Regions from separate parts of the Mus musculus genome. Here regions 1, 2, 3, 4, 5 and 7 are each linked to region 6. A link is a contact called in public HiChIP or PLAC-seq and promoter capture Hi-C data. All regions are on one chromosome and are shown on one strand. The core of a region is the stretch at or near the end of the contact, and the rest is flanking DNA. Distances in the headings are between cores, read along the strand shown. Region 1 overlaps Myo15b (myosin XVB). Region 2 holds the start of Smim5 (small integral membrane protein 5). Region 3 holds the start of Llgl2 (LLGL2 scribble cell polarity complex component). Region 4 holds the start of Recql5 (RecQ protein-like 5). Region 5 holds the start of Mrps7 (mitchondrial ribosomal protein S7). Region 6 holds the start of Sphk1 (sphingosine kinase 1). Region 7 holds the start of Nup85 (nucleoporin 85).

Evidence for each region. Promoter capture Hi-C pulls out the DNA fragments that hold promoters and counts their contacts. HiChIP or PLAC-seq counts read pairs in DNA pulled down with a chosen protein or histone mark. Capture Hi-C pulls out chosen DNA fragments and counts their contacts.
Region 1: an HNF4G HiChIP or PLAC-seq map of pancreatic cancer cells shows a contact between it and region 6. The contact joins the enhancer-like site here to the promoter of Sphk1 in region 6. A contact is called at or near these places in 2 of 39 promoter capture datasets (embryonic stem cells and pre-B cells), 1 of 484 Hi-C or Micro-C datasets (embryonic stem cells), 3 of 115 datasets of contacts at active chromatin or transcription factors (bone marrow-derived macrophages, memory CD8 T cells and pancreatic cancer cells) and 1 of 9 other capture datasets (embryonic stem cells).
Region 2: a promoter capture Hi-C map of fetal liver shows a contact between it and region 6, with 4 times the contacts expected there. The contact joins the promoter of Smim5 here to the promoter of Sphk1 in region 6. A contact is called at or near these places in 6 of 39 promoter capture datasets (embryonic stem cells, fetal liver, hippocampal neurons and 2 more), 1 of 115 datasets of contacts at active chromatin or transcription factors (pancreatic cancer cells) and 1 of 9 other capture datasets (embryonic stem cells).
Region 3: a contact with region 6 is called in a promoter capture Hi-C map of liver, with 4 times the contacts expected there. The contact joins the promoter of Llgl2 here to the promoter of Sphk1 in region 6. A contact is called at or near these places in 1 of 115 datasets of contacts at active chromatin or transcription factors (pancreatic cancer cells) and 1 of 9 other capture datasets (liver).
Region 4: a contact with region 6 is called in a promoter capture Hi-C map of pre-B cells, with 2.4 times the contacts expected there. The contact joins the promoter of Recql5 here to the promoter of Sphk1 in region 6. A contact is called at or near these places in 6 of 39 promoter capture datasets (the 3T3-L1 cell line, the C10 cell line, embryonic stem cells and 1 more), 2 of 115 datasets of contacts at active chromatin or transcription factors (pancreatic cancer cells and stem cell-derived neural progenitor cells) and 2 of 9 other capture datasets (adipose tissue and liver).
Region 5: a contact with region 6 is called in a FOXA1 HiChIP or PLAC-seq map of pancreatic cancer cells. The contact joins the promoter of Mrps7 here to the promoter of Sphk1 in region 6. A contact is called at or near these places in 1 of 39 promoter capture datasets (embryonic stem cells) and 1 of 115 datasets of contacts at active chromatin or transcription factors (pancreatic cancer cells).
Region 7: a contact with region 6 is called in a promoter capture Hi-C map of erythroid cells, with 3 times the contacts expected there. The contact joins the promoter of Nup85 here to the promoter of Sphk1 in region 6. A contact is called at or near these places in 3 of 39 promoter capture datasets (erythroid cells, liver and pre-B cells).

The regions. Positions count from the first base shown.
Region 1 is chr11:115,867,299-115,870,451 of GRCm38.p6, forward strand. Myo15b (myosin XVB) reads left to right here. Exons shown (of 64, transcript NM_001384233.1): 14 at 2,177-2,302. Among named protein-coding and RNA genes, the nearest start is that of Myo15b, 11 kb to the left of the region's middle. Within about 2 kb of position 1,818, at least 66 of the 459 cell types and tissues checked have an H3K27ac peak or open chromatin away from gene starts, as enhancers often do. A contact at or near this core is called in pancreatic cancer cells, where this site is marked.
Region 2 is chr11:115,898,816-115,901,663 of GRCm38.p6, forward strand. Smim5 (small integral membrane protein 5) reads left to right here and starts at 1,324. Exons shown (of 3, transcript NM_183259.3): 1 at 1,324-1,527. All of the region lies in intron 7 of Recql5 (RecQ protein-like 5), which reads right to left.
Region 3 is chr11:115,822,754-115,825,748 of GRCm38.p6, forward strand. It overlaps Llgl2 (LLGL2 scribble cell polarity complex component), which reads left to right and starts at 1,305. Exons shown (of 26, transcript NM_145438.2): 1 at 1,305-1,424. It overlaps Tsen54 (tRNA splicing endonuclease subunit 54), which reads left to right. Exons shown (of 11, transcript NM_029557.1): 11 at 1-349.
Region 4 is chr11:115,931,960-115,935,266 of GRCm38.p6, forward strand. It overlaps Recql5 (RecQ protein-like 5), which reads right to left and starts at 1,533. Exons shown (of 19, transcript NM_130454.2): 1 at 830-1,533. The coding sequence starts at 959. Sap30bp (SAP30 binding protein) reads left to right here and starts at 1,700. Exons shown (of 11, transcript NM_020483.3): 1 at 1,700-1,822. The coding sequence starts at 1,717.
Region 5 is chr11:115,602,382-115,605,505 of GRCm38.p6, forward strand. Mrps7 (mitchondrial ribosomal protein S7) reads left to right here and starts at 1,759. Exons shown (of 5, transcript NM_025305.3): 1 at 1,759-1,862; 2 at 2,340-2,531; 3 at 2,642-2,705. The coding sequence starts at 1,780. Gga3 (golgi associated, gamma adaptin ear containing, ARF binding protein 3) reads right to left here and starts at 1,535. Exons shown (of 17, transcript NM_173048.3): 1 at 1,447-1,535. The coding sequence starts at 1,486.
Region 6 is chr11:116,530,957-116,533,965 of GRCm38.p6, forward strand. Sphk1 (sphingosine kinase 1) reads left to right here and starts at 1,495. Exons shown (of 6, transcript NM_025367.7): 1 at 1,495-2,412.
Region 7 is chr11:115,562,509-115,565,703 of GRCm38.p6, forward strand. Nup85 (nucleoporin 85) reads left to right here and starts at 1,936. Exons shown (of 19, transcript NM_001002929.4): 1 at 1,936-2,054; 2 at 2,646-2,739. The coding sequence starts at 2,022.

The sequences.
Region 1 (3,153 bases), core at 568-3,067, 660 kb before region 6:
TCTACCTGAGGCGTACTGGCACTGAGGGATGGATTTGTGTGTGGGGACCATTCTGAAGGGAAAGGTCCGAGACAAAAGATTAAGTTCTTTCCTTCCTCGAGCCCAGGAGAGTGGGAAAGAAATGGCAAGGGCTGGAGAGATGGCTTAGAGGGTAAGAGCAGAGGACCCAGGTTCAAATCTCAGCATCCACATGGTGTCTCACAACCATTACTATAACTCCAGTTTCAGGAGATCTGATGACCTCTTCTGACTTCCGTGACCATCAGCTACACATGTGGGGCAAATACAGACATGCAGGCAAAGCACATGCACACATTAAAAAGGAAATAAATCTAAAAAGTAACTAATTTATAAAAAAAAACTTAGGCTAGGCATGGTGGCACACGCCTTTAGTCCTAGCATTTGGGAAGCAGAGACAGGAGGATCTCTGAGATGTCAAGGCCAGCCTGGTCTATAGAGCAAGTTCTAGTATATACACAGAGAGACCCTTTCTCAAAACAACAAGGAAAGGAAGGAAGGAAGGAAGGAAGGAAGGAAGGAAGGAAGGACAGACAGACCAGGCTGAGCTAGGCAGTACATCCCAGACTAATCTGGTATATGAAACCCCATTTTCCAAAATAAATAAATAAGAATCCCAGATGCCTGGTGGACAGCTTTGTGGAGTCACAGGAACATGTATAGGACCCAGACTTTACATGGGAACCGAGGTTGCAGGGTAGACACCAAAAATAAAGTGACCCTGGGATGGTGATATGGCTCAGGAGGAGGAGGGCTTGCCTAGCGGGCACAGAGCCCTAGGTTCGATCCCCAGCACGGTATAAAATCAGGTGTGGTAATGCTGTTCTACAGAACAACCCAAGCCAAAGCATGAAGTTTTGGGGGTTCAGCTGTGCCTCCTTGCAAAAGCTCATCCCCAGGTGGACTGTGGATTGTTTACATTCCCCCACAGAGGAGTGGAGTGGGTCACAAGATCTTGGCCCTCACGGCACGTGGCCTGGGGAATAAGTAACATTTGCAGGCCAGGGAAGACCAGGGGAGAGGGCTTCATCCATGCATCTGTGGTAAGACAGGAGCATACACTGGGACGCGGCCATTGCCGCTCTTCCCCTGAGGAGGGATTGTGACAGAGGGTGTGCACCCGTGGTCCCAGCAGTCTAGAGGTAGAGGTGAGGAGGGCCATCCTCAGCTACATATGGAGTTGGAGGCTAGCCCGGCCAAAAGGGACTGTATCTCAAGCCAGCCAGGAATGGTGGTGCCCGGTATCTTTAATCCAGCCTTTAATCCCCAGCGTTCTGGGTGCAGAGACAGGGGGATCAGTGTGAATTCAAAGCCAGCCTGGTCATCATAGGGAACTGTCCCCAAAACCAAATAAGAGAAACCCCTCACAGGTGTTTCTCAAGTCCTTGATTCACATTTTTTTTTTTAAATCTGTTTTACGAATATGGGTGTTTTGATTTTTTGCATTTGTCTGAGTAACATGTGTGGTCCTGGGGAGGCCAGAAAAGGGCATTGGATCCCCTGGGACTGGAGTTACAACTGGGAACCACCATCCATGTAAGGACTGGGAACTGAACCTGGATACTCTAGCAGAATAGCCAGTGTTTGTTTGTTTGTTTGTTTGTTTCCGAGACAGGGTTTCTCTGTGTAGCCCTGGCTGTCCTGGAATTCACTCTGTAGGCCAGGCTGGCCTCGAACTCAGAAATCCGACTGCCTCTGCCTCCCAAGTGCTGGGATTAAAGGCGTGCACCACCACGCCTGGCTACAGCCAGTGTTTTTTCCCACCCCTTAGGTTAAAGTGACCTGTGACAGCTTGTGGAGAGGGTGTGGCTGGAACAGTTTTGACCTCTGTCTCAAAGCCTCCAACTATGTCTTCTTTAACTCCTTCAGACTTCCTCAGAAATATCACATCTAGGGCTTGGTGGAGGTGGCTCCTGGGCCTGAGGTGACCCTGACCTTCTCAAATAGGACCTGGCTGTTCAAAAGGATGAAGGGAACACACTGTAGGGATTCTGCTGCAGGCCAAGCTGACTCCCTCAGTCTGAGGAAGAGATCTGGGGAGACAAATGTCCCCATGTCTAGGTTGTGTGGGGCTGCGGTCTTCAGGAAGGAACGGGGTGAATTCAGGGAACAGTAAGTGTGTACAGGACCTGAGAAAGTGTGGCTCCTTCCTTACCAGGCCACAGACCACACCTTCCTCCAGAAGTGCCACTATCACCATGGTGACCACCCCAGCTACGCCAAGCCTCAGCTGCCCCTGCCAATCTTCACGGTGCGGCACTACGCTGGGACTGTCACCTACCAGGTATCTGCCCTCAGACAAAGAATGCAGGTGAATCATCAAGGCCGTGTCATCGTAGTGTCTGCCCCTCCCAAGCTGAGTCACCTACCAGAAGTGGCACCGTATCTCCATGAGAGCCTCAGGCCACACCCACTTCTGAGTGTTATTTTTTAATAGCTCCTTAGCTAAGGATGGGGCCTTGAGAGCCCCTCCCATCCATGCTGGATTTTTTTTTTTTTACATTTGTTTTTAGTTAATGAGGTGGGGGAAGGGTGCGTGTGTGTATATATGTGGAGGTCAGAGGACAACTTCTGGGGGTTGGTTTTCTTCTTCCATGGTGTGACTAGCTGGGCTTGAACTTGGGTCCTCAGACTCAGCAGCAGGTGTCTTACTGGCCCATTTTACTGTGCAGTTTGCTCTCTTAACCACTGAGCCATCTCATCTGTCCCTTAACATCTCATCTGTCCCTCCCCGTTTTAAAAACTCTTTGGGTAGGAGAGTTTTGCCTGCATGAGTCTGTGCATCATGAGTGTGCCGGGTGCCCTCAGATGCCATCAGAGAGCATCAGATTCTCTGGGGCTGGGGTGAGTGTAGGATGGGATGTGCTATGTGGGTGCTGGGAATCGAACCCAGATCCTCGAAAAGAGCGGCCAGTGCTCAACTGTGGAGCCACCTCTGCAGCCCCAAGTCGTCATCATCTTTTTAAAAATTATGCCTTGGTGTTTTATAGTTTGCTTGCTTGTTTGTTTTTGAGACAGAGTTTCTCTGTGTATCCCTGGCTGTCCTGGATCTCACTACTGCCTGGTCTCAAACTCAGAGATCCTCCTGTCTCTGCCTCCCAACTTGCTCCAATTAAAGACTTGAGCCACGCCCCT
Region 2 (2,848 bases), core at 74-2,573, 630 kb before region 6:
CACTAACAGCTTTGGAACAGAGGGTTTTCTTAGTCTGAATACTGCTTGCGGATCTGACCCCACACAGCAGGCTACTGTAAGGAAAGCAAATTGCAATGCCACCTTCTAAAGAAGTAGGGTCCCTCCAGCAAAGTGAAGAACAGCCCTAAAACTGCATAGAAGTGGCAGGAAGACAGCTGAGACAGCCACTGGGGGGCGCTCTTGCAGCCAGCTCCCACTAACACTGAATATACACGACAAATGTTCCCTCTGCCTGTACAGTGGTGGCCTGTCCTGTCTCTGAGAAGCTTTGGCATCTAGGCACTGTGACCATATGGTTGTCTACACCCTGCCCCAAGCCCTGGCTCACTGGGGTTTTGTGCTCAGATTCAAAGGGCTCCATTGACTGCAGAGCTGAGGTCAGTCCTCCCCCTGCAGCCTGGTCTGCTGGTGGCAAGACCGACAAACGTTAATGGGCCAACAGAGCTGTCATGCAGACAGCTGAGCAGAACGAGACCAGCAGTGACCTTTCTCTTAGAAGGACCCAAGGCCCCTCACTAAAACAAGCAGGCTACTTTTCTTTCTTTCTTTTTCTTATTTACTTATTTTTTGTTTTTTTCGAGACAGGGTTTCTCTGTGTAGCCGTGGCTGTACTGGAACTCACTCTGTAGACCAGGCTAGCCTCGAACTCAGAAATTTACCTGCCTCTGCCTCCCAAGTGCTGGAATTAAAGGTGTGCACTACCATGGCCGGCGCAGACTACTTTTAGAGTATCTAGGATCCTCATCTTCCCCCCAGATGCCCCTGGGTAGATGGCAGAGTACCACACCAGAGGGCTGCTTGAAAGCTTGCTGACGTGCTTGGGTGATCCTGTAGCCCGGTTTTCTTTCTGGCAGAGGGCAGAGAGAGCAGCCAGAGTGTGGCCCAAGAGACAGACCAGGGTGGTCAGGGACACAAGCCAAAAAGGCCATCCAGAGGGTGCTGGGGCACCCAAGAGCGAGTCACTCCACCCTCTTCCTCTGGCAACCTCAGACGGAGCCCCCCGGGGTTATTTCCACAGGGAACCACAGCCAACCACTTCTGTCATTAGCCCAACCCCAGCCCTCCGCCTACAGCCTACAGCCTACAGCCTGGCTCAAAGGCAGGAGGAGGGCAGAACAGGAGGAAGAATAAGAGAGGGAGCCGTCTGGGGATCCAGAGAGCAGAGTGGACCTCTAGGCAGGGAAAGGCATAGGGCGTGAAGGGCAAGTCAAGCTCAGGGGAGGACTCCCTGGGCTCCTCCTCACAACTGTAATTTGACACCTAGATCTCCAGGACAACCAACAACAAAAAAGCTGAAGCGATGAGGCGCTGAAGCTGGACAGCAGCTGGCTGTCAGCAACCGGGAGCTAGCACCAGGAGGTGCCCGAGTGAGAAGCAGCCGCCTAGGCAGGAAAGTGGCAGCGCTGGTGAAGAAGTCAAAGGTGGTGGCCAAAGGACTTCCAGGAGGTACATAGAGGCTCTGTACTGGGACACCTCTTCGAGGCTCCCCACTATCTGAGCTCCCAGGTAAGAGACACTGGCTAGAGGTGACAGGATCGGGAAAGGAGGGCAGCCAGGGTCTCGTATCTCTGGCGAGGAGTCACAGCTTAGCATGAGCTCGGAGAGGAACGTCTTGGGGGATATATTAGGCCACTCTCCTATGGGAATTTAGTCACCTCCTCTGTGTGTATACCTGAGTGCTCTTCCCCTGGGACCTGGTACTAGAGAAGGGGGATGTACTGCTACTCGGTGTGTGGCACAGGGGCTGGGGGCTGCTGGACACATCCATTTAAACCTTTTCTATTCAGTGAGTTTAGGATATGGCCCCCAATCTTGCTGAGCCTCCATTTCCGAAAGGATTAGGGCTGAGCCCTCCCTGGTTCTCAAGAAGGCTCAGGACAAGGTGTGCCCAGCCTGCTGAATGGCCTCTGGCCCCAGGAGCTGGTAGAGCCAGCAGCAGAACTGCCTACTTGGATGCTGGACAAGAGCAGCAGCTTTCCTGTCTTTTGGAGTTCTGACCTGCTCACCGCTGTGTGCTTCCGGCTCAGGATCATCCTAGGGAGGAGTCTCTGCACCCACTTAGATTACCAGGACCCCTGATCCTCCTTTGGCAATGATCTCTGAAAACTGAGCCAGGGATATGCACCCTAATTCAAACCCCAAGTTTGGAAAGGAGTTTGTGACTACATGAATGAGTTTGGAAAAGACCCCAGAGTCTCTTCCACACTAACTACTGTAATGGTTGCCCCCAGACAGCTCTTCTCTTCAGTCCTTGTGCAGGGCAAGCACAACCTTCTTGGGCAGGGCCTCACGAGAGGAGGCTGCTAAGCCCTTCTGCCTCCTGTCCTCACACTGGGGTTCAAGTCCCCGTGAGACGTCCCTTCCAAAGCAAACACACTGTTATCCAGTAAGAAAGAAAAACATCATTCAGTTTTGGAAACCAAGGGGAGGGCCGAGAGTCTCTTTGGCTCAGCAGAGGGGGTGCACTCTGGTTTGTGTGGGACTGGGAAGCTAACTCCTGTGGTAATACTAACAAGTGTGCAACAGAGGGACTGCACTGCAGCTGAGCCACATCTGGGACACACAGGCTCCAGCAGTCCCTGAGCTCAGAGGGAGGCCCAGCTTCTATGGCTGCAGGAGAGGAGCTCGCTTAGTTTCTATTGGCCACCAGAGCAGGAAGTTCTCTCCATTGTCTAGAAAACTTGGGGACCAGGGCAGCAGAACCACCAAGGCTTCAAGCACCCACTTTTGACTCCAAACCGGAGCCCCAGCACTGATGGAGTTGCTCAAACACTCAACAGGCACAGTGGGCATCTCTGCCCTGCTGGTTAGGCTCTGACCTCTCAGG
Region 3 (2,995 bases), core at 55-2,554, 710 kb before region 6:
TGCTCTGGGGGGGCCTGGACTGCTCTCAGGGGCCGTGCCAGCTGTCTCTCATATAGGACTCACCTGGATGGAACCGTCCAGGCCATTGGGGTCTGTGATCCTAGGTGTCTTCTGTTTGTAGGGACGTGCACACCCTCTTGCCTGGCCACTGTGCTTTCAAGCCCACTGCCTGGAAGTGCTGCCTGACAGTGACGCCCCCACCCCCACCCCCCTTGGAACTCAGGACTTGTTTTCAGAGGCCCAGGACTTGGGTTAGGAGAAAGGACTGTGCCTTTATTCAAGGGGGTGCTTGCTTCGTGCCATAAAGCCAAAGCCATTAAAAAAATATATATTTTCTGCTGTGGTTCAATACTTACAGGGGCCCCTCCCTTCATTCCCGATTTGTCCATTTTGGGGGAGGAGAACCCTGGTGGGCCACAGAGCACATGGGAGAGCATGCCCAGGGCTGTGATCATGGAGTTGATGGACTTCTGAAGAGTACCAATGAGACAAGATTCCAATCTTGGTCCTGCCCTGAGGACCAACAGCTGGGTGGTGGTAGGAGGGTGGCTGAGAGTCCTGAATGGGTTGGATTGTACCCAAGCCACTCTGAGGGTCCACCCACGGTTAGGTTAGTTCCCAGTTTGTTACTCTGAGCCCCTCACCCCTAGTTTGTGCTAAAAACTATAGCTATTGGCTATAGGGGCTGACAACCCCCTTGAACCTCAGGCTCCAGCGGCCCCTCTGAAGACAGAAGTCAGGGAGCTTTAAGAAGTAACCGGTTGGGGGTTCGCCATTACGTTTTCGTTCCCATACCACTTTACTAGTGGGTCTGAAACCTGAATCTGCCGGTGATTATATTTGAATGGAAAGATCTCTTGAGAATCCCGCCTAGCTGTGGCCCTTACTAGACAGCCGGGGGAGGGAAGTGAAGCCTTGCCCCCACGCTCTCTCGCTTGGCTCTTGTGCTTTCAAGTCCGCTGCCTGCATGGAGTCGCGTCCATCCTGGAAAGCACCCAGGGACTCTTTCCTCTTCCCAGAGGCGGTGGGACACCTAGAGCTGTGAGCAGTCCTGTGACCAGGTGCGCACAGGTGAAGGCGGGGTCGGGCATGCTGCGCTAGGTGCGGCTTCTCCCTACTGCCCCGCCCCACACTACTGGGGCCACGATTGGTTGGAGAGCGGCCCCGCTCTGGAGACTCCCAGGATGCGCTCCTGCCCCGTCGGCTCGGCCTAGGAGGCGGGGCCGGGGCGGGGCGAGGGCTCGGCAGGCTCGCCCTGTATGTAAATCGCGAAGGCTCCGCCTCCCTCCGCTCGCCGCGCCGGAGGTGAGCAGGAAGCAGACGGCCGCCCTGCAGCCCGTGGGCCGGAGCAGGGAACCCGAGTGGTGGGTGACGGCCGCTGAGGGACGCCGAGGCCTCGGGCAGGGCCCGGCCCGCGATTGCAGGTGAGCCCACCTGGCTTTAAAGGACCTTTTGGGGTGCGAACCACTAGGGGCGGCGCGGCTCGGCTCGGGAGGATACGAGTCCCCTGGGTTTTCCAGGCGGGTCGGAGAGGGCAGCGCCCAGGTCTGCCCTGCTCGCCCAGATCTCCGACGTTTGGCTCGTCCCGGAGAAAGACACCTGTAGAAAGTGGCGCTGAGAACTTGTCTTTTCCTGTTCCGCCCCCCGGATTACCAAACTTGGGACTCGGGTTTGCACAATCGTGTTGGCTTTCGGGAGCAGGGAACAGGTGTCAGGCGTGGCTGGGTGCGGGGGACACAGTGAGCAGAGACACCGTTCCCAGACCCTTGTGCGAGGCGCCTCGACGCAGAGCGGGGCGACCCGGCTTCCTGTGACCCGGCGTCGCCAGCGGCGTCTGGAGCGCGTTACCTTGGCGGCTTAGTTCTTACCTCTGCCATCTGGGCGCTTTCCCTGCCCGCCCTTGTGCCTCCTAATCCTCCGACTCAGGAAGTCCGCGGGTGGGACTTGGTTTTCTCGTAGAAAGGGGAGCCTTTATATTTCCAGAGCGACTTTGGACACCTTTAGGCGATGGTATTGAGTCCCAGTCTGTTTTGTACACCGATGAGTGGGGGTTACACTGTGAAACTTGGCAAAGAGTGAAAAATTGCCAAAGAAAGTGTGCTATGCTTTTGCTCGGTTTGGGGGGGGGGGTTGGTGGACACACTGGGCCTTAGCTGTGGGAAGTGGCCATAACTGGGGTAACCGCGCTGTAGCTCTTAGAGGGTTTTCACCTGAAACAGGTGAACTTCCGGTAAGGAGGGTGGGGCTTAGATACCGCGTCCTTTCCCACAGGGACCCTTATGTCGACGCAACCTCTAGAGATCCAGTGTTAAAGTCCATTCTGAGCTAGATGTGTCAGGGTAACAAGGAAATGTTTGTGGAAAGAACCGAGTTGTGCTGTGGCCTGCCTAAAAGAAGGCAAGTTAGAGCGGCTTTGGGAGATCTCCTGGGTCTGTGTATATCAGTGCAAAGACCGGCAGGAGGACAGTGGAGGAAAAGATGTCTCAACAAATGAGTCAGGTAATTTTCTTTTCTCTTTAAATATTTATTTGTTTGTTTGTTTATTGGTTGGTTGATTCATTCAGACAGGGTGTTTCTGTGTAGCCCTGGCTGTCCTAGACCTCACTCTGTAGACTAGGCTGGCCTTGAACTCAGAGATCCACCTGCCTCTGCCTCTCAAGTGCTGGAATCAAAGGTGTGCTAAACTGCTGCTCCCTCCCCCACTTCCCCCAAACCCCCTGTGCTGCCGCTGACACCTGGCTCAGGTAGTTTTCTTGAGCCATTTCACACAGAATATTTGACAGGACTCAAACCAAGCTCTTTCTGTTCTCTGATGGGCTTGGACCAGTTCCCTGGAGAGCATTTCCAGGTCCTTAGGATATTTTGCATCTCTACTCTTCCTTGAGGCAATGGCGGCACCTCTCCAGTGACAGACTGGTATAATTTTAATCATATTAAAAGATTTAGCCTCAGCCGGACAGTGGTGGCACACGCCTTTAATCTCAACACTCAGGAG
Region 4 (3,307 bases), core at 283-2,782, 600 kb before region 6:
TGGGGGGGGGGGTATAGGTAGAGGAAGACAGATCTCTGGAAATTTGAGGCCAGCCTGGTCTACATAGCTAGTTCTGAGCTATCTAAGAAGCCAAAGCTGCATGGTGAGAACCTGTTTTTAAAAAAACAAATCAAAACAAGGCTTGAGTAGTCTTGAGCCACTAGGATATGACTATTTGGATTAGACACATCCAGGGAAGCAGAGTACTGGTTACACCGGGGTAGATATGCAAGGCTAATCATTCAGTCCTCTGTTAATAAGTCTGTTGGTGGCACTGCTGCTCCCATCTGGACAAGCTATCTCCAGCTTACAGTGTTATTAGTCTCTCCTTTTCTACCTGGAACTCAAGCTACTCGCTCTTCAAGGAAATGATTACCTAGGTCACTGACAAGATTAAGCACTACTGCCACTTTTGCTACTACTTGCACAGGGACAAGAATGGGAATCTAGGAACAGAAGTCAAAGACAGACTGTCAGTCTGGCTATGAAAAAACCAGAAGTGTGAGTGGTTCTGTCCAAAATTTGTAGGTTATGATAGCCCACACCTGTAATACCAGTACTTAATAATCCAGAGGCAGAAGGACCGGCTCAAATTTGAGGCCAACTTGATGTATATAGAGAATTCCAGGCCGGCCAGGGCTACATAGACCATCAATAAACAAATAGATTCCCAGCAAATACCCACTAGCTTTGGTCACGAAAGAATTCCAAACCAGTGGTTTTCAAAGATTTCCAAAGGGTGAGGAGGTAGGAAGTTAAGAGGGTGTTGTGCCACAGAGCTACTACGGTACCGCCAGCAGTCTGCAAAACAGGTAGCTTGGTATGTTACCTTTCACTACAGCCATGGTCGCACTCTCTTGTAAAGGTGTTTTAAAAGAATCAAACCCAAAGACTTTCTTCAGGGTGCTCCGGACTCGCCGCTCCCGGTCGAAGGGAGTGGAGAAAGGACGGGCGCTCATCTTTGCAAAAAGCAGCAGCCAAAAGGTTAACGCAAAGGTGGGCAAAGGCAATCCCGAAAAAACCCTCTGCTCCACGTTAAAATATAGCCTATGTTTCTCCTGCCGAGTAAGCTGCTATGTTACACTTAAATATCTCATTCCCCAGCAGTAAAAGTGAAGGCTGAATTGCTTCACGCAATACATTCCTGAGGGATTAACATTACTTCTCCCTTTAATAAAAATAAAAACAATGAACTTTCCAGGTCAGGTGGACAGAGCTACAAATCGGACCACAACAAAGCCCACAAACGTCTTCAAAGTCGACCAGAGAACTTGGAATCCTTTTTCTAGGGTCCTTGTTCTAGAAGCGAAGCCATAGATACCATTCATCAAGGACGCCGACCCCCCGTTCCTCCTCTGAGCCCCCAAGTCAACAGCTCTCGCCCTTTGCCAGACAAATGCTCTCCAAGATGTCAGACCCCAGGCTCTTTTCGGTTGGCTCTGCAGCTTTCCAAAGAACACTACTCCCTAACTCGAACTCAGAAGCCAAACCGCCCGAGAAGTCAGCGAAGTAGAAGCCGCAAGACCTTACTTCCGTCCCGTGCTGATGACGTTTCCAAGAGCTGAGCATGGGGGCGGAGCCATGCCCAGACACAGCCCTTTTGATTGGTTGTCATTCGGGCGCGGAGTCTCCTGGGATCCGGAAGAAGTTGGTTTTCTCGCCCCTAAATTGGCTTATGAGTCATAGGCCTGAGCCACACCGCGCTGTGGGAGTAAGATGGCGGGGAAGAAAAATGTTTTGTCGTCTCTTGCAATTTATGCGGAATATTCAGACCCTGAATCTGATGGCGAAACTGGAGTCGACGCTGTAGGCGGAGCGACTGGTGAGACTTGAGCTGGAAAGGGGAGGGTCTGTTATGGTTACCAAATGCTACCTCTCTAGCGGGGCATGGGGAGAAGATGCTCTTTGTGCTCCAGGTATCGGGTCTTGGAACCCCAAAGCGCAGTGGATGTCCTAGGTCAGACAGAGCATTAGAACCTCTACTACAGTACGAGTGATCTCTCTTTCTGCGATCCTCTACGCAAGGCGTCATGCTGGCCAGAGGGTGGACCAAGGGGGGTACGCATCTGTCGAGACATCACTGTCTCGTTGTTTGATGGGGAAGAGAGGAGTGAAATGTACCTGGAGGATAGTAAAACTTGTGTTTCGTTAAGTTGGTAACTTTTAAGGAATCGTTTCTAAGTCTGCCCTAGAGTTTTTAAAAATGCATCTCTCCTAAGTGCATAATTCTGGGCTTTTTCATAGAATATGCTAGACAAGCCTTTTAAGGCGGTAGGGTGATTCTGTTGTTTGGTGAGTTTTAAAAGCCTATCGGTTGCCCTCAGACTGCGAAGCATAGAGGGAACAGATTTCTTGAAGGAAGCAAATTACCTGATATACCAGAGCTTTGGGTCTTCTTATCTGCAAAGTAGGGGCAAAACAATGAGGAAGACAGTCTTGTGCATAGAAGGCGTTTTTGAGGTTGCACATGAAACAAGATAGAGATGTGTGTGGTATGTCAAAACAGGAGTTTAAACGACCTGTTGGGCTGGTTCAAAGAGGAGAAGACTTTAACTGCCCTAATAGGCCAACAGCATGTAATAGTTCCCCAACCTTTGGAACTGCTGGGAACCAAACCCAGGGCCTTACACTCTTAGGAAAGCATCCCACTACTTTGTTACTTCCCCAGCCTGTCCTGAAAATATTAGAACATGAATTTAATGCTTGATTTTCTTTTCATATACATCTGTACATATGGAGTGGGCCTTGCATGTGAGTTCTGCCCATGGTGGACAGAGAGAGGCATCAGCTCTTCTGAAACTGGCATTTGTGAGCTGCCTGATGTGGGTACTGGAAACTGAACTGTCAAACTTACAGAGATCTGCCTGGCCCTGTCTCCAGAGAGCTTGAATTAAAAGCATGGGACACCAAACCCTGTACATTATGCACTCGTATAAGAGTCATCTTCCAATACCCCTGTTTTTGTTTGTTTTGAGACAGGATCTCCCTCTAGTCCTGACTGTCCTGGAACTCAGGCTGATCTAGAACTCAGAGATCCTCCTGCCTCTGCCTCCCAAGTGCTCGGTTCAAAGGTGTGCACCGCCATTCCTGGCACAACCCCTGGTCTTTTCTTTTTCTTTCTTTCCTTTTTTTTTCTTCCTCCCCCCCAACCTCCAGGCTGAGGACAGAACCCAGAGCTCTACCACTGAGCTAAATTCCCAACCCCAACCCCTGGTATTAAATTGTTCTTCCTAAGTACAAATTCAATCTGGGCCTATAGCCACTTACTTGAGACTTAGGTTCCCTTTTTATCTTCAGAAATAATCTT
Region 5 (3,124 bases), core at 509-3,008, 930 kb before region 6:
CAGCCTTGGCGTCCTGAGACTCTGTCTCACAAAGACAAAACACCTAAGTCAACCCTGCTTAGCGCAGCTTAGGTCATTTATACTACTCCATTTTTCCTGTTACCGTCTGTGTGGTGAATCAATTCTGCTCTGGCTATTACCCAGTCACACGGTTCCAGGAAAACGGTCTGAGTGGAGGCAGAATGTCCTCTTTGAATTGTGGCCACAGAACCTGTTTCATTAAGTGAGATACTGGGTCTACAATTCCAATTATTTTCATCTTTCAAGAAGGGGAGCTGGGCGTGGTGGTGCACACCTTTAATCCTAGCACTGGGGAGGCAGGGGCAGGAGGATCTCAGTGAGTTCGAGGCCAGCCTGGTCTATACACAGCTGACTGGACACTGGGATCCTTGGGTAAATGATTTTAGCCAATGCCTGTAATCCAGCACTGTACACTCCCCAGAGAACTGTCACATATAGGGAGATGGCTCTATGCCCTGCCCGCAAACATCAGACACTGCAACTGTGATCTTACTTTTCTTTTGGGATGTAGCTTCCCTTAAAGCTAATTTCAATCTCCTGAACAGTAGTTCTTAAGGAAGGCCATGCCTCTAGGAACAACACTCAAGACATCAAAGAGACAACTGTATTCCGTAAAGGATTTCCAGCTCAGGGCTCTACAAAGACGTCTTACCTGATTCGTCTCCATTTCAGAGGCTCTCCCGGGGCTAGCCCTTAGTAAAGTTAATTTATTGACCCTTGATAAGGCGTGATTAACCAGCCTTATTAACCCTTACTAAATAACCTGGATGAACTGTCCGCTAACGTTAAACCTTATTCCTTTGGAGCAATGTACAAATTAGTAAAGATAGCAACACGTCGATATAGCAGCAGTCATTGTTTTTTGAGTTACTCAAGAGCGGGTTATCTCGTTAAAATGAGTGCGTGCATATATGTGTGTGTGTGTGCGCGCATGTGTGTTCCTTCAGTACATATTTAGCACGCTTCGTGGTATATTGTTCCCTGTAGTCGCGCTTTGGAAATGAATTCTCACTTCCAGCATCCTCACTGAGGATGGTCCCACTCTGGAAGCTGCCAGCTGTGTTGTGTGTGCGGCGTGGCACCGCTCAACCCTCCCCGAGGGACCTGTCCAATGCCCGGTCCCAGAGCACAGGCTGGGTGCAGCCCCACCTCAACCTCCCCACGACGCCCGCCTGTCAGCCCAAGGCGCCCGGGTGTCGCTTTCCGGGCCTGCAGGATCTCGCGCTGCAGGTGTCACCCGCGGGAGCCTGAGGACGCGCGGCGGGGAAGGGCCGCTGCTCGCAAGGGGTGTGAGCGCCGGATGCTCGCCGCGAGGCGACGCCGGGTGTGGACTGCCGCGGGCCGCCGCGGCGGAGGGGATGGCGCAGGGAGGGAGGAGGCAGGCCCGTGGTTGGAGGTCAGGTAGAGGCGGCCCCGGATACTCACTCAGCCAGGACTCCAGGCTCTCCCCTTCCGCCTCCGCCATATTGCAGCCGCCCGGTCCGGCCCTGCGCCCTCAAGCCTCGCGAGGTTCTGCGCGAGCAGGGCGGGGGCGGGGCCCGCATGGGGGCCTGAGCGCGCCGAGGGCTGCGGTCCACGGGCGCGCCGGACCGCGTCGGAGGCCGCGAGGGCGAGGATGTGTCTTCGCTTCTTCCTCAGAGGGAACCTCTGAAGGGAAACCCACGCCCGAGGAAAGTGCGCAGGCTCTCATCCGTGTCCTGTCGCTCACTCACGCAGGCGCGCTGTGGGCAGCCCTCCGAGGTCCTGACAGCGGCCAAGATGGCTGCCCCCGCGCTGCGCGCTCCGCTTCGCTGGTCCGGGCTGGCCCTGGGAGTGAGGTGCGCCGTCTGGAACCTTCCAGGGTGAGAAGGCAGCGCGTAGCCGGGACCGCCGCTCGGACCTTCACGGGAGGACCTGGGGAAAGGAAAGAAGCCGCAGGCGAGCTGCGCTGAGTTCTGGCGCGGGAGGGCACTAACTCGGGGCGCCGAGATGGCTGACTCCAGCCATTAAACGGGCCGGTTTGGGGGCTTAGTACCCTGTCCTATGCCTGACAGGCCGGGATGACCTAGATCGGTTCTACCCGGAGCCGAGAGTGCGGCCCTGCTAGAGATCGGAGAACTGGCTTGCGACGGAACAGTGGCCAGTTTCGGGGTGGGGGCTGCCTACCTCTTGGGACAAGGGTCAGAACTGCTGTCAGGTTAGCAGGCGGTCCCAGCGCCACCGTCCCTCGTCAGCGTGATGGCACTTGCGGCTTACTGTTAAGTCAAGCTTGTTCACTTTTGTGGAGTCACAGATTCACCCGTAGGGTTCTGTCTGCTTCCTCCTCGCCCCACTCCCAGGCTCACACAGGTGAGGGGGAGCCGCTATGCCCCCGAATTCCGGGAGCCCTTGATTGACAAGGAATATTACCGCAAGCCGGTGGCGGAACTCACCGAAGAGGAGAAGTATGACCAGGAGCTCAAGAAAACCCAGTTTATCAAAGCTGCGGCCGCGACTGAAACCAGCTCGGTGTTCGCAGACCCGGTCATCAGGTTTGGCGCAAATGCTCCTCTGCTGTGGGCTGGAACTCACCTGGGGCAGTTTTCTGCTGAGGGATCCGGAGTACAGCCCGGGAAAGCTAACCATGTTTTTCTCCTTGAAGCAAATTCACCAACATGATGATGAAGGGAGGCAACAAAGTTCTGGCCCGGTCTCTCATGGCTCAGGTAAGGCCGCTTCTTCCTCTTCAGCTTGTCTTTCTTTTCCCTCAGGCTTGGTGTCTGCGTTTTACACCATGGCTTCAAAACTAGAAAACAGGTTTCTATTCCTGCCATTAAAATTTCCAAGATCTGAGATTGGTGGTGCCCACCTCAAATCCCATCGCTGGAGAAGGCATTTGAATCCAGCACTCGAGAAGCAGAGATAAGTCAGGCCTGCTTGAGCTACAGAGTGAGTTCTGGAACAGAGCTACTTAGTGAGATCCTGTCTTAAAAACAATCAAAACAGAGCCAGAGGTAGGCAGATCTCTGAGTTCCAGACAGCCAGAGCTGTATATTAAGATCCAGTCTTGGGGTGGGGTGGGGGGACAACCTAACAATAAAAGAGGCAGAGTTGGGAAAAGTTTGAGGCCAGGATGGTCAAAAGC
Region 6 (3,009 bases), core at 245-2,744:
GCGGCAGCCGACACAGAGGAGCCATTGTGTCCACTGGAACCAGCGCCAGACTGGAACCCCCCTCCCACTGGGTCTCTTCTGAGCAGAAGGGGAACCGGCCCTGAGGCCCAAGTATAAAATGTCCTGCAGGCTGCTTCTGCTCTCTCCCACGGACTGAGTTTCCAGTCAACCTTGCTCCACGCTTGCCCTCAGAGTATGAGAAGTTCCAGCCCCAGGCCTCAAAGAAAAGCGAGACCCTGATCCAGGTCGGCATTTTGAGCGTAAATTTACACACAGCCCGATCTTTCCTTCCCCGTGCCTCAGTTTCTCCTCTTTAGTTGTTAATGACTTGCTTGTCGGGCTTGATAAACACTCCTTCCCAAACCGTGAGAGAGCAGAGGAGGGTGTTTCCTACAGTCTGGGCAGCCAGCCCCCCTCCAAGCTCAAAATCTCGGGGAGAATAGTTTCCTCCCTGAGTCTGCTAGATACCAACGCCAGATCTGGACCCTAGGTCTCTGGTAAGGGGAGGGGGCAGGGTAGACAAGGGAGCGAGTGGCAGAGAGCCTGGCTTCCCCGCAGAGCCCCCTCCTCCCACCGCGACTCGTGTCCCCGCAGCGCGTGACCACGGCACTGCGGCTGCAGAGCTGCAATCCTTCCTTGTCCGCGCTAGATTCCAGGGGTGTAAGGTGGGAAGCCGGGGATGGGGGTAGGTGCAGGACCAGATCTTGGTAGCCACGAGTCGCGGAACCGGGGGTGGGTGATGACGCCCTTGCTCCCTCCAAATCCTCATTTTTTTTTTTTTTTGGTTGGTTGGTTGTTTCCGGGAGTTTCTCCACCCGTGAGCGTGTCGCTGAGTCACCTTCTCGGAAGGCACTCGGGGCGTTCATGATCCGGTCAGGCTGTCCCGCGGCTGTACAGAGCCAAGGCATATATTGCAGTGACGCGTGCGGAACCGCAGGTCCAGCCTGTGCCCCTGGCCCTCCTGGGGACTCCTAAAATACTGAGAAACTCGGTCGGGGAACTCCAGGGTCCTCTGGGAGAGAAGCCACCTTCAAGGCGTGACCTAGTTCACTGCAATCCTTTCTTATCTGGGTTCGTTTTCCTCTTGGACTCGCCTCTTCTGGACTTTAAGAAGCGATGCGAAGATAGAGGTGGGTGGGGTCGCGCGGGGGCCGGTGTGGGCGCGCCAGTTCTCTGTAACCGGAGCTAAACCAATGCAGCTTCCTTGGGAGTTTGGTGTCTGTTTTTGGTGCTTGGTAGGATTTGGGAGCTTCTTTTTCCAAGTCTCCGCTAATAATCTTCCAAAAATTTAACTCCGGTTAGTCACGGACACCCTCAGGTCACTTGCCATGAAATATATCACTTACACAACTATGCGTCTTGTTTATCTCCACCGAAGCGCATACACCGGGGCACGTGTGCATTTTCACCCCGAGATCGCCCGAAGGGGTGGGGAGGTTGGGACCACGCCCCCATGCTAGCCTCTCCAATCCTGATGAGAGCCCCCATTGCCCTGTCCACACTGCTGGGTTCCTCCAGTCGGTGAGGATCGTGGATCCCGATCATCCGCGGCAGGCAGCATCTCAGGCCTTGATAGTGTTCCCTGGGGGGAAAGACTCCACCTTTGGAGGTTGCTGACGAGGTACTCTCATCTCGACTTCGTCCCCAAACCGGTTCAGCTTTCTCCTGAAAGGCGTGCCAGACTGCTTCGGGTTCGGCGTCTGAGTGAGCCAGCGGCTGCATCTGGAAGCTAAAAGTAAAGGCACCGCGGAGGAGCAGGGGAGGAAGAGAAGTTCGCGGGTGGCGGGTGACCCGACCCTGGCCCAGAGTCAGGACAGCACTAGGGTCTGGATGTGGAATTCAGGCTAGGTCTAAGCGACGCCAAAGAGGCGCTGCATCCCTACTGTGAACAGCAGTTTCGAGGTTCAGTAAGCGCAGACCCACGCGTACCCGAAGCCCGCTCGGATGCTGGGCGCCGGCATGTGGGCTGCGCCCTCGCTTTCGCGCTCCGCGGATGCGCTGCTTCAGGCCGGGCTCAGAACCCCACCTCTTGCGGACTTCCTAAGCTGTTCCTCCAGCACCGGGCGCACAATCGTATCCGGGGATCCTGCCCCTCATCTGCGCGTGGCCGAGCCCAGGCTGGCGGCGACTGTGTTCGGGGAGGTGCAGTGAGATCCCGGGCGGGTGGGGGACCAGAGCTGCGCGCAACTCTGGTTCCACCCCGAGAGCACAAGGAACGCGGGGCGTGGCCAGGCCGGCCCAGAGGCTCAGCGCCCTCCCCGGGCCGCCGTGAAATTGAGCAAAAAGTTTGAGACCGGAGGGGGGCGATCCCTTGGAGTCGGTGTCAGCCCAGTGCTTCAGTTGTCCCTCTGTCGCGGGTCTGAGTCGGAGAGGAGCTGCTTTCCGCCACTGGCCGCCCGTGGGACAGATTGGGTAGGGATCCCCTTTCCCCCGCGCGCGCCCTCCCGTAGTTGGCGGTGCCTTCGTGGGTCCGTGAAGGAGACGGCCCCACGCCTGCGCCTCAGTGCACACTCGCGCTCCGGCAGGGCAGACCATAGTTGTGGGTCCGCCCAGCACAGGCAGGCTTTTGCGGGACTTGGGCGCTGTTCTCACGAGTGCGGCACGCACCCCCACCCCCACCCTCTTGGAGACTCGGAGCTTCAGCGGCTTCGTAGTTCAGGCAGGGGACCGGGCGACTGCGCAGGTTGCGATGGGGTTCTTCGTCCCAGAGTACGCGCCTCTCAATGCCAGTTCTGGGAATTGTATGCAGTTGGATTCTCCACCAAGCCCGAAGGGTGAAGAGCCGGCCCGACGAAGAGAGCCACGGGTCACTGACTCATGCGTCGGGTCCGAATCCGGTGTCCCCTGGAACGGAATGTTCGTGGGGTGGGAAGCTCATTCTGGAAAGCTAGATCCCCCACCCACGGGGCTCTGGTGATTCAGTCGCGAGCCAGGGGCTCTGGTTGGGCACTTTGTCCCACGTGCATGGAAGCCCAGGCAGAGAACCCCACCACTCTTTCCTCCTGTCCC
Region 7 (3,195 bases), core at 686-3,185, 970 kb before region 6:
CCTGATGCTGTCTTTTGGTATGTCTGAAGATAGTTACAGTGTACTCATATACATAAAATAAAAAAAACATATTTGAGGCTAGAGAGATAGCTCAACACATATGAGTACTGGCTGTTCTTCTAAAGGGCCAGGGTTCAATCATCAGCACTCATATGGCAGCTCACAACTGTCTGTAACTCCAGATCCATGGCTTCTGACATCCTCACACAGACATCATGTAGGAAAAACCAACGGACAGAAAAATAAAAACAAGGGGGCTGGAGAGATGGCTCACCAGTTAGAAGCACTGACTGCTCTTCTAGATGTCCTGAGTTCAATTCCCAGCAACCACATGGTGGCTCATAATAATCTGTAAAGGAATTTGATGCCCTCTTCTGGTGTTCTCAAGACAGTGTACTCACATACCTAAAATAAATAATTTTAATAAATAAATAAATATTGTCACTGGGTGGTGGTAGCACAGGTCTGTAACCCCAGCACTCCAGAGGCAGAGGCAGACAGATCTCTGACTTTGAGGCCAGCTTGGTCTACAGATTAGGTTCAAAGACAGCCAAAGCTACAAAGAGAAACCCTGTCTTGAAAAACTAAGGGCTTGCCGGGTGTGGTGGCACACGCCTTTAAACCCAGCACTAGGGAGGCATAGGGCTATACAGAGAAACCCTGTATCGAAAAACAAACACACACACACACACACACACACACACACACACACAAAACAGAAAAAAAAAAACCCAACCAACAAACAAACAAAAAAATAAAGACAGACAGACTAAGGGCTGGTGAGATGGCTCAGCAGTTAAGAGCACTGACTGCTCTTCCAGAGGTCCTGAGTTCAATTCCCAGCAACCACATGGTGGCTCCCAACCATCTGTAATGGGATTTGATGACCTCTTCTGGTGTGTCTGAAGACAGTGACAGTTTACTCACATACATGCAATCTTTTTTAAAAAGTTAATTATAAAATTTATTTTATTGTATATATACTGGTGTTTTGTGTATGTCTGTGTACTACATGTGTGTGCCTGGTTCCACAGAGGCCAGAAGAGGGCATCAGATTGCCTGGGACTGTTCCACATGTATGTGAGTGCTTTGAATTGATCCAGGTTCCCCGGGAAGAACAGCGTATGCTCTTAACCACTGAGCCAACACTCTAGCTCCCTAAATCACTGATGATTAGGATTTGGATAAAAATTTGACAGAAAGGTTTTCCTTTATTTCCTTAAAGTTTGTGGGAGTTTGGTTTTTGAGTCTGGGTCTCAGTTAGCCCCGATGCGAGCTCAACCTTGCCATGTAGCTAAGGCTGGTTCTGAACTCCCGATTTTTCAGTCTCTACTTCCCAAGTGCTGCATCTTCCGGCTTATGTTACTATGCCCTACTTCCAAGTCATGTATGACCACCAATTTAAGGTAGAAATAGTTCAGAATAATCCTAAAGAAAGAAAAGTTGCCAGTACATAAAAGATTGAAGTCCCGTTGTTTACGGATGTCATGTGTCCGAGACTAATTCCAAAATAAGCGCATTATACTGGTCGGAGTTCGGAAAAGGGACTGAGAATATTCTAATAACAGACCAGGAGGGAGGGATCACAACTACCGCTAAGAGATAAAGTAGGATTACAGAGACGGAGTAGCTCTCCAATCGAAATAGATGCGCCAGCACGCTTCTGCGCATGCGCACACCCTCCCAGCCACCGCCTCTCCCGCCATCTCCGGGGACCTTTCCCTCACCTAGTGTGGGACTGTCTGTGGCGCCGCCTGATCTACTGGGAACATTCCTTGAGGACCCGTGGGCCCTAGAGCCGTTTTCATGATGTGTTGTATAGGTTAGAATAGTGGAACATGTGTGAAAGGCTTCAAGGGGCTGTGTTTGGCTAAGACGAAGGGATCTGTTGCGCTAAGGTCTGCAGGCGCTGCGCAAGCCGCCCTGGAGGGGGTCCTCTTTGGCAGCTGTCTGTGAGCGGGAGGCCTGAGCGCAGAGAAGCGGCCGCGCGGCAGGGTCCCAGCCGCGGGGGGCACGGCGCTATGGAGGAGCTCGACTGCGAGCCCGCAGTAACTGTAAGGGCGATCGGAGTGGAGTGGCTTGGCTTGTTGCACTGTGAGGGTTACGTTTCTTTGGTCATTTCAGGCTGCCTCCCTACATGCGGGACGCACGCTTCTTCCCTGGACACAGTTGCCACCATCCCGAATGTCAGGTTAACTGGGAACTAGGTTATGGCAATAGTGGTCCCTAGGTCCTGTGAATACTGGCCGGCTCGCGGAAACCCCACTGCATCACCCTTGTTTTTATAACCTTTCTGCTTCTCTAGTTTTCCCCCCTTGGGCGTTAGAATGAGATTGGTGTAAGCCCCACATGGTCACTCCAAGGGATGAGTTGGCCTTTCCCTGTCCTGCTGTCCTAGTCCGAGGCTTAATAAATGCATAATTTGTTCTCACGGGAGACAATAGACTAGTTTCTGTCGCGTTGTATTCTATTCCTCTTGCACCTAGAAAATGTTTTTTTAAGTGTGTATATGTCTGAATATGTGCACAGCATCATTGGATACGACCTAGGCTGTTCGCCTGGTGTATGGTGTTCGCAGTTACACTTGGAAGTTGAATGGACAGTTGTAGGGCTAACAGCTCCTGTGCCTCCTTATGTCTTACTAGTGGATTCCAGGTGTGAATTCCAAGAAGAAGCAAATGTGTTTTGACTGGGGCCCCGGCGAGATGCTTCTGTGTGAAACTTCCTTCAACCAAACAGGTAGGCAGTTCTTTTTCACATCTGTCTTGGCACATTGGTTGACTCTCTGAGGCAGGAAACTGGAGTTATTTGGCAATATTTTTATTTTTGAAACTTTGTTTTTTTGCTATTTTGAGACAAGTTGCCCCTATGTAGTCCTAGTGGGCTTGTCTTTGTGCAATCTTTGTGTAGGTTTGAATTCTACATCTTCTTCCCTCGACTTCCAGAGTGCTGGGACTTGAGGTGTGTGGTTCAACACTTGACATTAAGTAATTTTTAAATTTTATAGTCTGTGTATGGGCATTTTGTCTACGTGCATAACTGTGCACCACTCCGTGCTTGGTGCCGCAGAGGCCAAATGAGATCATTGGATTCTAGGAACTAGAACTCTATATTTATGTGAGTTGCCATATGGGGTGTTGGGAGTTGAACTTAGGTCTTCTGGAAGAGCTGCCTGTGTACTTCTTGTTTGGTTTT